Regions from separate parts of the Mus musculus genome. Here regions 1, 3, 4 and 5 are each linked to region 2. Evidence: chromatin contacts called from public promoter capture Hi-C data. All regions are on one chromosome and are shown on one strand. The core of a region is the stretch at or near the end of the contact, and the rest is flanking DNA. Distances in the headings are between cores, read along the strand shown. Region 1 holds the start of Tdg (thymine DNA glycosylase). Region 2 holds the start of Ric8b (RIC8 guanine nucleotide exchange factor B). Region 3 holds the start of Nfyb (nuclear transcription factor-Y beta). Region 4 holds the start of 1700028I16Rik (RIKEN cDNA 1700028I16 gene). Region 5 holds the start of Hcfc2 (host cell factor C2).

Region 1 (2,700 bases), core at 17-2,516, 2.3 Mb before region 2:
AAACTCTTAGAACCTCCGAAAGTCAAGTATGGTGATACATGCCCTGTAATCCCAGTCAGTATGCAAGAGAGTGAACAGGAGACTTGCCTCAGGTTGAGGCCAGCCTGGACTACAGCTGCAAAGCTCTAAGCCAAGTCAGGGGTACACAGTTTTGTAATTATCTCAAAAACCAAAAGAACCTCCGAGAAATCGAGGTGAGATTGCTGTCTAAGGTTCTAAAGCAGAGATGCATCTAGCATCTAGGCGAGTGTTTGTCCATCTCCAACGTAGACAACTGTTTATGGAAATCTTTGTAATCTACCAAGAGCTTCCCCTTACAGATTAGTAAACTGAGGCCCAAACATTGGTGGCTTCCAATCTTAGGTTTTCCAGTTCCAATCAGCCCTACTCCTCATCACAGGAATTGACAAGAAAGACAATTGAAAAGAAAGAATGTTGTTTTGTGTAAGGCACAATATTTATTTATCATTATTATAATTATCATTTTAGTTTTTCACGACGGAGTTTCTCTGTGTAGTATTGCCTGTCCTGAAACTCGCTCTATAAACCAGGCCAGCCTCGAACTTAGTTCTGCCTGCCACTGTCTATGCAAATGCTGGGTCGCCCAGCCAAGACACATAGTTGCGGGGGAGGGGGTGGTTGTTTTCATTTTAATTTAATTAACTTTACGTCCCGTTCACAGCCCCACCCCCACCCAGTCCCACGCTTACAAATCCTGCCCCCTTCTCTTCTCAGAGAAGAGGAAGCCCCACTTGGGTAAGACTCTGGTACATCTAATCTCAGCAAGTGTAGGCACATCCTTTCCCACTGAGGAAACACGCAGTCCTCTTCCCCCAGTCCGCGCTGGGTCCACTGGCAAGGAACAGAGACCTAGACAGCCCCTGTTCCACTTGTAGGGGACTCACACGGACACCAAGCTTCACATTTGCTACAAACGTGTAGAGGGGTCTAGGTCCAGCTCCTGAAAGCTCCCTGGTTGGTAGCTCAGGCTCTGTGAGCCCCAAGTCAGGTAGCTTTTAATCCGCACAAAATTTGAGGTGAAAAGACATGAATTTGCCACCACGCATAATACATCCTAAAGGCCATCACCCTTAACCCACACCTTCAAGGAAACTTAGAGCCCACAAAAGCTGACGTCAGCCGGGCGCTCCCCATCCTCGCCGAGATCCACGTTTCCCGAAAGGCTAAGCGGCGGTCGGGGCGCCCCGAAAAGGACACGCCATTGGCCTGGCCAGCATCACGTGATGGCGAGGCCGCCGGCCTCCTCGGAGGGGGACGGAAGTGCGCTGGGGACTCGCCGCGGTGATGTAGCAGCGTGGGAGGGGCCGAGGCCAGCGCCGTCCATCCACCGGCCGCCCCGATCCTGTGGTGAGTCCGCGCGCTGAGCGGCAGAGCGGGCGCCCGTGGGCTCGGCAGGAGTGGCCGTACCCTCGGCGGCGCCGCCATGGACGCAGAGGCCGCGCGCAGGTAACGCGGGCGCTCGCGGCTGGGGTCGGTCAGGGCCGCGGCCCGCACAAAGGCCGGCTTGCGCGTGCGCAGTGGGGACCTCCCCGCTCCCCACACGTCCCCCCCCCCTCCCAGGTCCGCGCACGTCCTCTGCCTCCCGTACCCGCGAGCTTTAAAAGGTGGTGTGTGCCCGGCCGCAGCCTCCGCCCGCGCGGTTCTTCACCCTCCGTCACCGTGGACTGTAAAGGCGAAGCGGGTACCCTGTGGCCGCGGTTGCTGCGGGGTCCTTCTCATCCTCGCGGGATAGATACTATTGCTGTGGAGTGTGTATAACACGCTAAGAAGTCAATCTGTAGATGTCTTTCATTCTGGGATGGTCTTTAAAATTGTCCCTTAGTGGTAATGGGGATGTCAGGGCGGGCCTGACAAAGTATAGGTTTGGGGATTTAGACTCTTCGCAGAAAGCTAAGAAAAACAAAATGGCAAGGTCTTCGCAGGTAAAAGGAATGGAGATTTAGGTATTAGCCCTGCCTGGCGAAGAATTAGCTTGCCTCTAAGTGGCAAATGGACATTGAACTTAGGCAAGAGATTCTGTCTTCAGCCCGCCTTCCCACTCGACGGCTGTATTATGGTACATCTTTGAGCAGATTGACGGGGGCTGATGGCAGTCCATGGGAGTTGAAATGAAAGTCTGGTTTACCACTCAAAGATCCAAGGGACACTGCAGAAGGGCCTCTACTCACAGGACAGGTAGACCTATCTTAAAGCCTTTACCAACTACAGGGTGCCAGGGACCTGCTGGTGAAAGTGGGAAATATGCCGGCCCAACTTTCAGAGGGGTTTGTAGAACTGATAGGTTGAACTGGAGTCTACATAAATACATGCTGAATGGATGCAATAGTGAATCATTAACAAAAAGAGGCACAATATTACATGTGTGTGTACGTGTGTGTGGTCTGTCTCTCTCTCTCTCTAACCCAAGACTAAATAGTGTGTGTGTGTAAGACCTTGATGTCATACTACTGAAATGATTTAAAAATGAACCCAGATTTTTATTATTATTTGGGAGTGTGTGGTTGGGGATTGAGCCCAGAGCCTCCAGTGTGCTAAGCAAGCTTACCACTGAGTCATGTCCCTCAGCCATCTTCTTACTCGTTATTTTGAAAGGTCTTGCTGTGTTGCCTTGGCTACCCTTGGCTTCACTCTGTAGCTCCGGTGGACCTTAAATTCATGAGCCTCATGCCTCAGCCTCTC
Region 2 (2,700 bases), core at 158-2,657:
AAATTTTCAAGACTGCTCATTTTAAAACAAGAACAGCAGGGCTGTTCATGGTGATGTCCACAAGAACAGACCACCCAGTAAGGTTGGGACTTGTTTTGGGAGCCACTGTATCCACACTGTATTGGATAATGCCCAGCAATGCACAAATTCTCAAATATTTAATTTTTTGAGATGTTGAGTGAACCCAGATGAAATGTAAGTGGCTGGCACAGAACTAACACTTGGAGAATATGTGCCTCCATCACCACTGACTCCATGGATACTCTGGTTGTGTGATATTTACATCTTTGGGAACGACCTGGATTCAAATCTCAACTTTCTCAATTACTAAGTGCAGAGCTAATTTCCCTGGGTTCAAATCCCAGGTATGCCTCATTAATTCTGAGCTTCAATTTCTTCATCTGGAAAATAGAAATAAAATATATATGTATATATGTACATACACACACACACACATATACATACATATAATATAAAATTATATATACATAATCTAATAATCTATCTCCAAATAATATCTATATAGATATATAGATCTCTCCAAATTTCTTTATCTGTTGTGATTCCTTAGGGTTCCACAAAGAACTGTGTTCAATTTCCCATGTTGCTGTAGCCTAGTGCATAACAGGACTGCAACCGGGTGAGGAGGGTGAGCATTCCAGAGACGGAAACCGCTAACTGAGCATAGAGGGAACTCAACCTGGCGCTGACAGCCACTACCAAGGGTCGGCCGTTTCGCCATCGTCAGTAAGTCCAACCAGCCGCGTCTAAGTGCAGGTCAGAAAAAAGAAAAAAATAAAAACCAAAAAAAAAAAAAAAAAAACCCAAAAACAAAAAACCCAGTTAAACCCCAGTTTAGACCCTCCCACCAACGAAGGGTCCCTCCGCCTCTGGCCTCCAGCGGTCGCAGGATTCTGGTTTCCGGCCTTTAGGGAACTACATTTTCCAGCATGCCCTCTGGAAAGAGGGAAGTCTTTTGCACTGGATGACTACCAATTCCGGCATGCTATTCAGTTCACTAATAACTCAGATGACAGCGTGGGATGAGCCCATTGCATGTCGGGAATTGTAGTGTAGAAGCGGTAGGCTCGCAGATGGGCGGGGAACAGCCCGCCAGTTCTCGTCCGCTATGGGGGAATGATTCATAGAGTGTTAGGAGAGACAGTTCTGCTCGTGGAAGCCCGCTGCGAAGCCCAACTCTTCCCCAAGGCTGGCAGACCTAGGGGAGTAGGCAGGGCCTGGGCCTGACTCAGTCTCTGGTGGCTCCTCAGGCCTCCACCAAGCCCCGGGCCTTGTCAGGGGAGGCCTCCGGGCGCCGGTTGCTGGGGGAGCGGTGACGTCGCGGGGTGAAAGTTGAGGGGCGGTGACGTAGGGCCTGCCCGGGCGGAGGCTGGCGGGTTGGAGGCTGGAGGGAGGGAGGGAAGGAGGGAAGGAAGGAAGCTGGGAAGGAGCGAGGTAGCGGGGGCGCGAGGCGTTTACCTGGGAGGCAGCGGCTGGGGCGCGCACAGCGGCTGCGGCTCCCCCGCACCTGCGGCCATGGATGAAGAGCGCGCCCTCTACATCGTCCGGGCCGGCGAGGCGGGGGCTATCGAGCGGGTCCTGAGGGATTACAGCGACAAGGTAAAGAACTCTGGCCCCGGGCGTTCGCTGTCTTGTCCCCCCTCCCCCCGGGCCGCCTTCGGGGCTTGCACTTCGCATCCTCCCCATCCCCCTCATTCCGGGGATGCGCATTGCTCTCCCCCGAAAACGTTTCCGGCTTGGGCATGCGTGTTTGTGCCCCCAGCCTTTCCCACTCGTTCATCCTGCATCTACCCATTGCCTCCACTATAATGCCCACTCCGATTTCTGGCCCAGCAGCCTGTCCTGTGGTCTTCTTCCTAAACGTGCAAGGCACACCCCCAGAATCTGTAGATGCGCGGCTGCCCAGTGCCCCGTTCCTGGATGCATAAAATGCATGCGAGGCTTTCTCACCTGTATAGTGTGAAAATACATGCTTCTCTGCATAAACACGGCCCTTGTCATGCACAAAACATATCAGCAACGATGGCAGGTCTTTGTGTACCTGTACCATTGTATGGTTTACCAGGCATTGATGTCTTTTATGTGATCTCCTTTGATATCCTCCAAGTGCTTATAAAGTAGATGGTATCAACCTTCCCATTTCATAGATGAGGAAACCGAGGTGCAAAGAACTGAAATCACGCCCCAAGGTCATGGACATATGTTGCAAGTGGGTAGAAAATCCAACTCCTAATAATACCTGTTATTTGTATCGCATTAACAGCTTTTCTGTTCATTATCTCATTTAATCTTGACAGCAATCCTGTGAGGTATTATCTGTGTTTTGCAATGGAGCCTCCAGATGGGCTAAGTAACTAGCCCAAGGTCATTCCTGGGAGCCAGAGCCTTCCCACCTAGGTTTTCAAACTATCCATTCACTGGTCTTTTGCTACAGTGATCGGTATCTTATTATTAATACCACTTTCATCTCTGGAGGAGCTCTCTCTCCAAGTACCATTAGATCTTCCTTTTCCTTTCAGCAGTTTCTCATGTTTGCTTTAATAAGTAGCCTACCTAACACCTTTAGGCTGTTTGGGAGACTTGTATGACTCTCTTCTCTGAAGACCCATCCATCACCAAGTTACACCATATACCTAACAGGTACCTTACTGTTCCTTTCCCCTGCCTATTTATCAGCCC
Region 3 (2,700 bases), core at 104-2,603, 2.2 Mb before region 2:
GAGTGGGAACCGGGGGAGAGCCTTACCAACCCAAATAGTTGCTAAGTATATACTTAGACTTAATCCATTAAGAATATCTCTCTTCATATGGAAAGCATTTTCTTCAGGGCAGGTTATAATCTGTGTAATAGCTCAAGGGAATGCATACATCTGCTTGGTGTTTGAAGAAATGCAAATCTGTATCCAAGAAAAGCAGATTCCCTTCCTCCAACCTCCTTTCTTTGGCATCGACAACCACAGCTTTGCATCGATAGAATCCTTAAATTAAGCTACAAAGAGCAGTGCAGAGGAGGAATCATTTGCCTTTAAAGGAATTCTGGTTAAACTCTCAGTATCTCATCCATAAAGCTCCTATTTATTAATGCCACTACTACTGACCAGTTGAGCCATCACTTTCTGTTACCGATTAGTTTCCTTACTGAGAGCTGAAGCCACTCGGGTGATTTGTGGCACCATCTACAAAAACTAGGGTCTGTGAAGATTAGCGGGATGCCATTTTTTTTAAAGGTCGTCTGCTACCTAACCTTGTCTACATCAAACAGCCCTCTTCTAGACTTTAGGCATGAAAGGATCTGCGGGTGCTCCGTAAATTCTTTGTTCTCGCAGACCCTCCCGCCCCCCCAGCACGGGTGACTGAAACCTCCGTGCAACCTCCAAGGCTCCCTTCCCACCTTCGGGGCAAGTCCGGGGCGAGCCAGGCGCCAGATGGCTGCATGCTGTAGGCGCGGAGCGGGCCGGGGGCCCGCCAGGCCGCTCGTTCCTCGCAGGGACCCGCCGCCTCGGCTCGCAGGTGCCCGGGCGGCCCCGCGGAGCGCATCCCCCCGCCGCCCGTGCCCAACGCCCGCCGCCGGCGGGATGCGGGAGACAAAGCGGCCGCTCCGGGGCGCAGCGTTCCCCGCCCGCCGGCTCCCCGGACAAAATGGAGCCGGCCCGGGGCTGCCGCCGCGAGAGCCCCGCAGCCGCCCGGCCCAGCCCGACCGCGGCTCGCGGCCCCGCGCACAAAGCGCCCGCCGCCCCGCGCCCGGCCCGGCCCGGCCCGGCCCGAAGCACAGCGGCCTCGCCCGGAGGCCCGGCCCGCCCGAAGACTGCGGACTGCGAGTGCCCCCGACCGCCGCGGCGTTGGCGGCGGGGACGGCGCCGGGAGGAGACGGACATTTCATTCGAGCTAAAGTGGAGTCGGTTTAGGAGCGATCATTGGCCGAAGCGAGACACAAACCTCCAATGCAGCCCTGGTTGGCTCCCGTCTCCAATCGGCTGTTTGGTTGGACAGAAAATGGCTGCGAAGGAACCAGTCCCAGCGCGGAGCTCCACTTCCAGGACTCGGCCTCCCCTCCCTCCGCCGCGGGCCGCTTCCCTCTACGTGACACCCTCCCTCCGCGACGCCCGCGCCCGAGGCCACGCCCCGGTCCGCCCCCGGCCCCGCCCCGGAGCCTCTGAGCAAGGCGCGCGGTCCGTAAAAGCGCGCGGGCGGGCTCTGGATGTTCGCTCTTCAGGGCGTCCGAGAGGCCGGCGTTCTCATCCAGAGCTCCACGCGGAAAGGCTTGCTCTGGCTTCTTTCTCCTTCCAGCTCCTCCTTCCCCACTAACCAGCGTCTCGCCCGCCTGAGTTCAGCCCCGGAGGGGATCTACACCTGAGCTACTTTCCAGAATGCTTTAGGCACCTAATGTTTTCTAGGTATCCCTCCAAGCCACCTCAGGCACACAGCGTTCCCTCTCAAGTCACAGTGAACAAAGATGTTAGTTTTTCATTTTAGCACACCATCCCCTTCCTCCAAGTTTAACAGGTAGGCTGTCCCAGCCGACTTCCACCCTGTACCCTGGTGCTGTGTTCTGGTGTTAGGTCTGCCCTACCAAGTTGGCTTACTACCTAAAGTGCTCATTTCCCAACCAGATAACACTGGGCTGCAAAAACTCATGGCCTCTGTGCATTTAAGGCCTTCCCTGTCGGCCTCACTGAAATCTGGATCAAATGTCCCTTGGCTACCATTCTCCCTTGTGGTGGTGATCCAAAATGTCCTGCATGGCCAGCCACTGCAAAGTACTGCAGGATACCTGCACCCAGATAGATGGAAAATTATTGTCCTAGGACTTAACAAGGATAAGTAAGCAAGACTGAAAGTTCTAGGTCAGCCAGAGATACATTAAGACCCTGTCTTTAGAAATAATAGTATGGCTGGGTCAGGCAGGTGCACGCCTTTAATTCCAAGACAAGGGAGGCAAATCTCAAGGCCAGCCTGGTCTACAGAGTGAGTTCCAGTACACCAAGGCTACACAGAGAAACCCTGTCTGAAGAAACAGAAACTGTAGTAGTAATAATTATAGAAGGCCCTGGTGTTGTGGCTTATGCCTTTTAAACCCATGACTGGGGAGACACAAACAGGAAGATTGGAAATTCCAGACCATCTTGGGCTCCCTAGTGTGTGTGTTCACGTCCAGCCTGGGCTACATAATCGGACTGTATCTCAAAAAAAGAAAAAAAGGTGTTTGGGTGTATATTCCATATAAGTATGTGCATAAAGTATACAGAAAGATTGAAATATGTTATTTATTGATATCCCGCTGTGTCTAGAATAAATAAATATTTCTCAGGTAAATAAGGAAGCAAGAACAAATGAGTCTTTCTCGGTTATTTCAAGAGGAGTTAGGAGCACCACCACCTGAATCTACCAAATTCTAGGACACCCTCCTCTTCCTCTCCCTT
Region 4 (2,700 bases), core at 60-2,559, 2.1 Mb before region 2:
CCAGTGCAAAAGCTGCTATGTGAATTTTTGTAGTCTCATGGTTATGATTAGATAATCATAAATCAAGACCTTACTAGATACGTAGGTGGGTTTCAGCAATGCAAGGAAAACTCTTACAGGTTCGAGATGCTATCTGCCCATGTGTTCAGGCACACATGTGTAACCCCACACACACATACATACACACACAGGGGAAGGAAGAATAAAATCAAGAGTAAACATAGCAGTGCATGCCTATCTGTATATATATATATGTATACATATATATATATATGTGTGTGTGTGTGTGTGTGTGTGTGTGTGTGTGTGTGTATGTCATATAGCACACACGGGGCAAAAAACAGAGGCTCCTTAATTTAAGGTCAGCCTGGGCACTACATAAACTCTGTCTCAATAAATAAAACCTTAAAAAAAAAGGCAGCTTATTTTTCAAAAGCAGCATGGCAGGATGGCAAATTACCCCACTACCCATTGCCAGATAAGGCTGTGGGAGCAGAGTGGTCCCAAGTTCTTTAGAACCAAACTAAAGAACTAAAGCAAAACTCGGTTACCAAACAGTTTAGCAAGTTTCCAGGTGAGCCCTGGTTAGACACAAGACCCTACCTCAAAAACCACAAACATATTAGTAAAAAGCATCCAGAGGCACGGCTCAGTATAAAGGTGCTTGCCATCAAACCTCAGGAGATGAGTTTTAGTTTGATCCCCAGGACCCACATGATGGAAGGAGAAAACTGATCCCTGAGTTTTCTGTTTTGTTTTTACAAGACAGGGTTTCTCTCTGTAGACCAGGCTGGCTTGAATTTACAGAGACCCACCTGCCTCTGCCTCCCTCTAGTACTGGGATTAAAGGCCTGGATGTGCCACTACCGGCTGGCTTGAGTTGTCCTCTGACCTCCATATGACCTCGACATTAACCATGACACCTGTGGGCTACCTACACATTTTTAAAAAGTCAAAGAAAACAAACAAGTGTATGAGATCCACGGAAAAGCAAGCTGCTCCCAACCCCCATCCTCTCCCACACCCATCCCCATCCTCGCCCACTCCCATCCTCATCCTCACCCCCCCCACCCCCACCCCACCCTCACTCCCATCTCCATCCCAATACTCTCCTCCTCTCCCTCTTCAGGCTAGCTCTGTTGGCGCGGCCCATCGCTTATCTCTTCCCTGGCCGGCAGGGGGCGCGCGCCCTCCGCTCGCCATCCTCCTCCTCCTCCCGCGCGCGTGGACCGCCCCCCACCCCCCTCGCGTGCCGGGCTGCTCGAGAGCAAGGAGGAGGGGGACCGGAGGCGCGGAGGGCAGGAGCGGCGAGGGTGTGTCAGGTACGGCCGAGCAGCGCCTGTCCACGCTGCCCCGGCAGCGCGCTCCTCCTTGCTCTCGAGCAGCCCGGCACTGCCCTCCCGGAGCTTCCGAGGAGTCGGCTGCTGGGCCGGAGCGGAGAGGGGCACAGGTCGCCAACGGGCCGCCCTGCCTCAGCCGCAGGTTCTCAAGGGCGTTGGTGGCTCCACAAGCTCGCCCGCCCGACCTCTCGCCGCCCCAGACCCGTGTAAGCATCTCCCGCGATGGTTTCAAGTAACCCCCATTTTACAGGTGAAGAAACCGACGCTCCAAGAAGTTAGGAAACTTGCTCACTCAGAAATCTGCCTGCCTCTGCCTCCCGAGTGCTGGGATTAAAGGCGTGCGCCACCACGCCTGGCTGTTTTTTGGGGGTTTAAAAAGATACTTTATAAACAGGTAGAAATATAAGCCAAGTTACTCCCCAAGTTACCCAGGCCAGAGTGGCAGAGCTGGGACCCAAGCCGATGCCATTGGGCTGTAGGTCTCTGGCTGTGATCATTGGTTACACGGCCTCCCCCACATCCTTTATAGGTCCCAAAGGGAAATAAAACACTGAACCCTGGCTTCTGCCGAGATGGTGAGATAGGGGCTCGCCCCACGTGGGATGCATAGCTGATGAGGGAAGGTTGGTAGGGTGTCTGGCGCAGGGTCCTTCCCTGCATTCCAGGTCAGGGAGCCCCAGGGAAGGACAGGAAGGCAGAGGACCTAGAAGAGCGCTTATGATGGGGAAGGGGAGGTCTTCGGAGGGATAGGACAGTACCCGCGTGAAGGGTGGATAGCTCCTGTGGCCATCGCTTCAGTTTCTTCTCACTTATCACGAGGGAGTTGGAGATGTGTTCTAAATCGATTTCTGTGAGGCACCTACTCTTACTAGGTGGTTTTTTTTTTTTGTTTGTTTGTTTGCTTTTTGTTGTTTTTTAAGATTTATTTATTTTATGTATATGAGTACACTGTAGCTGTCTTCAGATACACCAGAAGAGGGCATCAGATCCCATTACAGATGGTTGTAAACCACTATGTAGTTACTGGGAATTGAACACAGAACCTCTGGAAAAGCAGTCAGTGCTCTTAACCACCGAGCCATCTCTCTAGCCCTCTTAACTAGTTTTTGTTTGTTTTTTTGGGGGGGGTATTTATTTATTTTGGTTTTTCGAGACAGGGTTTCTCTGTGTAGCTGTGGCTGTCCTGGAACTCACTCTGTAGACCAGGCTGGCCTCGAACTCAGAAATCTGCCTGCCTCTGCCTCCCGAGTGCCGGGATTAAAGGCGTATGACACCACGCCCGGCTGTTTTTTGGGTTTTTAAAAAAATACTTTATGCCGGGCGTGGTGGAAATATAAGGCAAGTTAACTCCCTGCCCTGG
Region 5 (2,700 bases), core at 72-2,571, 2.2 Mb before region 2:
CAATTCTAATGTGTTTATTCTTTTTTAAGATTTTCTTTGATGAGTACAGGTGCGTTGCCAGCAGGTATGTCTATGAACTACAGACCCACCTGGTACCTGTGGTGGCCAGAAGAGGGTGTAGATCCCCCAGAACAGAGGGTTCCAGACCATTGTAAGCAGCTATGTAGGTGCTGGAAATCAAACCCAGTTTTGTTTTTGTTTTTGTTTTTGTTTTTGTTTTTTTGATACAGGGTCTCTCCATTTAGCCCTGGCTGTTTATTCACCATGTAGGCCAGGCTGGCCTCAAACTCTTACTCCTGAGTGCCATTCAACTCTTTCAAGGCACAAGGCTTGTGGCACTTTGATATAGCAGGCCTACAAAATAGACTCTTTCCAAATTAACACTGAGTTTGCAACTTTTAAGGGTTTCCCCCTTAGTCTTTTTGTCTAAGAATATTAACAACACTATAAAAAGAAGCCTCCGCATGAAAATAATGACCTGCTGTGATGGTCGATATTGCTGATTTGATACTATCTAAACTTACTTAGGAGACAAGCCCGTGGGCAGGCCTATGAGGTTATCTAGATCAGATTAATTAAGGTGGGAATAGATGTAAGGTTGAAATAAATTAAGGTAGAAATAAACTGGGATGCCATCCTGGACTAAATAATAAGGCAGCCCGGTTCCAGCATCCGTGGCTCTCTGCAGATGAAATTCCACCAGCCACTTCCAGCCAAGCCTCTTCATTATGATGGGCTTCTCAGTGAGGGGAAACAAACCCTTCTGTCCTTCAAAGGTTTTTGTCAGGGGATTTTTTCACAGCAACAAGACAACTAATACACCTAAATGAACCGAAAATCACCTTTGGGGTTATCTTTTGCTGTGTAGGCTTGTCACCTCCAAATCTGAGCCGTGCTCAGGCCCTGCACTTAGCCACCGTGTCCACTGTCCTTGTCCTGCAGTCTGGGAGACCCTCCTTTGAGATGACAGATTTGCCTTAGGCGCTCCCTGTGCTCTCATCACTTGGGACCTACACGGCAGGCAGCTCTTCTCCAGTGCCTGTGATAACAGTTTCCAGGGCGTGACGCTCCTACACAGAAGATGCTCCAAGTGGACCTAAAGGACAAAGCTGTAACCTCCTCCCCGAACACCCCACTGAAAGCCACAGAGAGGAGGGTTGGCAGGGTTGGCGGGAGGGGCTCCATCTTGGCGGAGCCCCGAGGGCCACGTCGCCACGGGCTGGGGGGGCGGGGCCCGCGGGTCACGTGCCGGGCCTCCCGCGCACAGCTGGAGGCGGCGCTCGTCCTCCCCACGAGCCGTGGAGCCCGTGGCGCGCGGGGCATTGTGGGCCGAGGGGCGGGGGTTGGGAAGATGGCGGCTCCCAGCCTCCTCAACTGGAGGCGGGTTTCCTCCTTTACCGGACCGGTGCCTCGCGCCCGGCACGGACACCGAGCCGTGGCCATCCGGGAGCTGATGATCATCTTCGGCGGGGGCAACGAGGGCATCGCGGACGAGCTGCACGTCTACAATACCGGTAGGCGGCGGCTCGGCGACCCCGCCTCGGGACCGCGGAGGGGGAGGGGAGGAGCGGCGGACGCGGGCCTGACAGCTGTCACCGCCGGGTCGCCGCTACCCCAGCCGGGCAGGCGGCGGGGGAAGATCGGCTGGGTCGGCAGCCCGAGCTCGCAACGTGTTGGAAGGCGGCTCGGTGCTCGCGGTTCCGCGGGCTGGACGTGACTCCACCGGTAGACATCGAGACACCCCGGCCCATCCCTCCCCGTGGACCCGAGACGGCGGGTTCCACGGCTGGGCCTCCACCCTAGGGCCGGTCACTTAAGGGGTGGAGATCCCGCCAGTGTCAAGAACAAAACCCACCCCAAGGCGGGCCTCGGTGGTCTTTGCCTTCCCCCAGCCCCCTTCTTAGAACCTAGAGAGTTGAGGGGCGGGGAGGTTCTCCTGGCTGCCTCTTCAGCGTAGGTACAGTTAGTACCGGGCGGAAGCCCGCAAGACAGTTCTCTAAACTCGCGGCGGAGAGAGTTGTGGGTGAACGCGGACTGGTCTCTGATTAGCCGATGTCTGTAGTGTATGTGCTCTGCCCTTCCGGGCTGGTCCTCGCCAAGGGGCTGTCATAGCTAAGGCACCGCTGCACAGCTCGAAGTGTCACTTGTTAAGGGGGCAGGTCTTGACCTCCGTGCTGGTTGAAAGTATATTTTCTCCACTTACAAGTAGTCTAGCAATCATAGGAAACTAGTTAAGGCTAGATACTGAATTTGGTGTCGTTTTAGTTCACAACCTACAACTTTGATGAAACAACTTGATCACAGTAGTCCTCTAAAAGCTAAAAACGGTAGGAGAAATTTTGTTAGTTTTGACTCTCCTCAGTACTCCAACAGAAAAAGTTTTGAAGATGTTTGATTTGGTATAGTGTAAATACCCTGGGCTTAGAAGAAATTGGGTCTGTTTTGAATCTTGCTTTGGCAATTGTTCTAAATCAGCATTAAAGTTACCACGTCTTTCTAAATCACAGGTTTTCCACTTCTTTAATGGGGGGTGACACCAGGATTTTTTTTTAAGAGTACAATGATGCAGAACAGGTTTTCTTTTCCTTTTTCAATACAGGTTTCTCTGTGTAGCCCTGGCTGTCCTAAGACTAGCTCTGTAGTCCAGACGGGCCTCGAACTCACAGAGATCAATGAGCCCCTCGGCCTCCCAAGTGCTTT

The links. Promoter capture Hi-C pulls out the DNA fragments that hold promoters and counts their contacts. Capture Hi-C pulls out chosen DNA fragments and counts their contacts.
Region 1: a promoter capture Hi-C map of adipose tissue shows a contact between it and region 2, with 3 times the contacts expected there. The contact joins the promoter of Tdg here to the promoter of Ric8b in region 2. A contact is called at or near these places in 1 of 39 promoter capture datasets (liver) and 1 of 9 other capture datasets (adipose tissue).
Region 3: a contact with region 2 is called in a promoter capture Hi-C map of liver, with 3 times the contacts expected there. The contact joins the promoter of Nfyb here to the promoter of Ric8b in region 2. A contact is called at or near these places in 1 of 39 promoter capture datasets (pre-B cells) and 2 of 9 other capture datasets (adipose tissue and liver).
Region 4: a promoter capture Hi-C map of liver shows a contact between it and region 2, with 4 times the contacts expected there. The contact joins the promoter of 1700028I16Rik here to the promoter of Ric8b in region 2. A contact is called at or near these places in 3 of 39 promoter capture datasets (the HPC-7 cell line, liver and pre-B cells).
Region 5: a contact with region 2 is called in a promoter capture Hi-C map of liver, with 2.4 times the contacts expected there. The contact joins the promoter of Hcfc2 here to the promoter of Ric8b in region 2. A contact is called at or near these places in 4 of 39 promoter capture datasets (the C10 cell line, hippocampal neurons, liver and 1 more) and 1 of 9 other capture datasets (liver).

The regions. Positions count from the first base shown.
Region 1 is chr10:82,628,572-82,631,271 of GRCm38.p6, forward strand. Tdg (thymine DNA glycosylase) reads left to right here and starts at 1,267. Exons shown (of 10, transcript NM_172552.4): 1 at 1,267-1,467. The coding sequence starts at 1,445.
Region 2 is chr10:84,916,206-84,918,905 of GRCm38.p6, forward strand. Ric8b (RIC8 guanine nucleotide exchange factor B) reads left to right here and starts at 1,408. Exons shown (of 10, transcript NM_183172.2): 1 at 1,408-1,620. The coding sequence starts at 1,537.
Region 3 is chr10:82,762,788-82,765,487 of GRCm38.p6, forward strand. It overlaps Nfyb (nuclear transcription factor-Y beta), which reads right to left and starts at 1,354. Exons shown (of 8, transcript NM_010914.2): 1 at 1,217-1,354. It also overlaps a transcript of Hcfc2 not described here.
Region 4 is chr10:82,810,814-82,813,513 of GRCm38.p6, forward strand. 1700028I16Rik (RIKEN cDNA 1700028I16 gene) reads left to right here and starts at 1,310. Exons shown (of 3, transcript NR_038042.1): 1 at 1,310-1,546.
Region 5 is chr10:82,697,793-82,700,492 of GRCm38.p6, forward strand. Hcfc2 (host cell factor C2) reads left to right here and starts at 1,322. Exons shown (of 14, transcript NM_001368720.1): 1 at 1,322-1,514. The coding sequence starts at 1,352.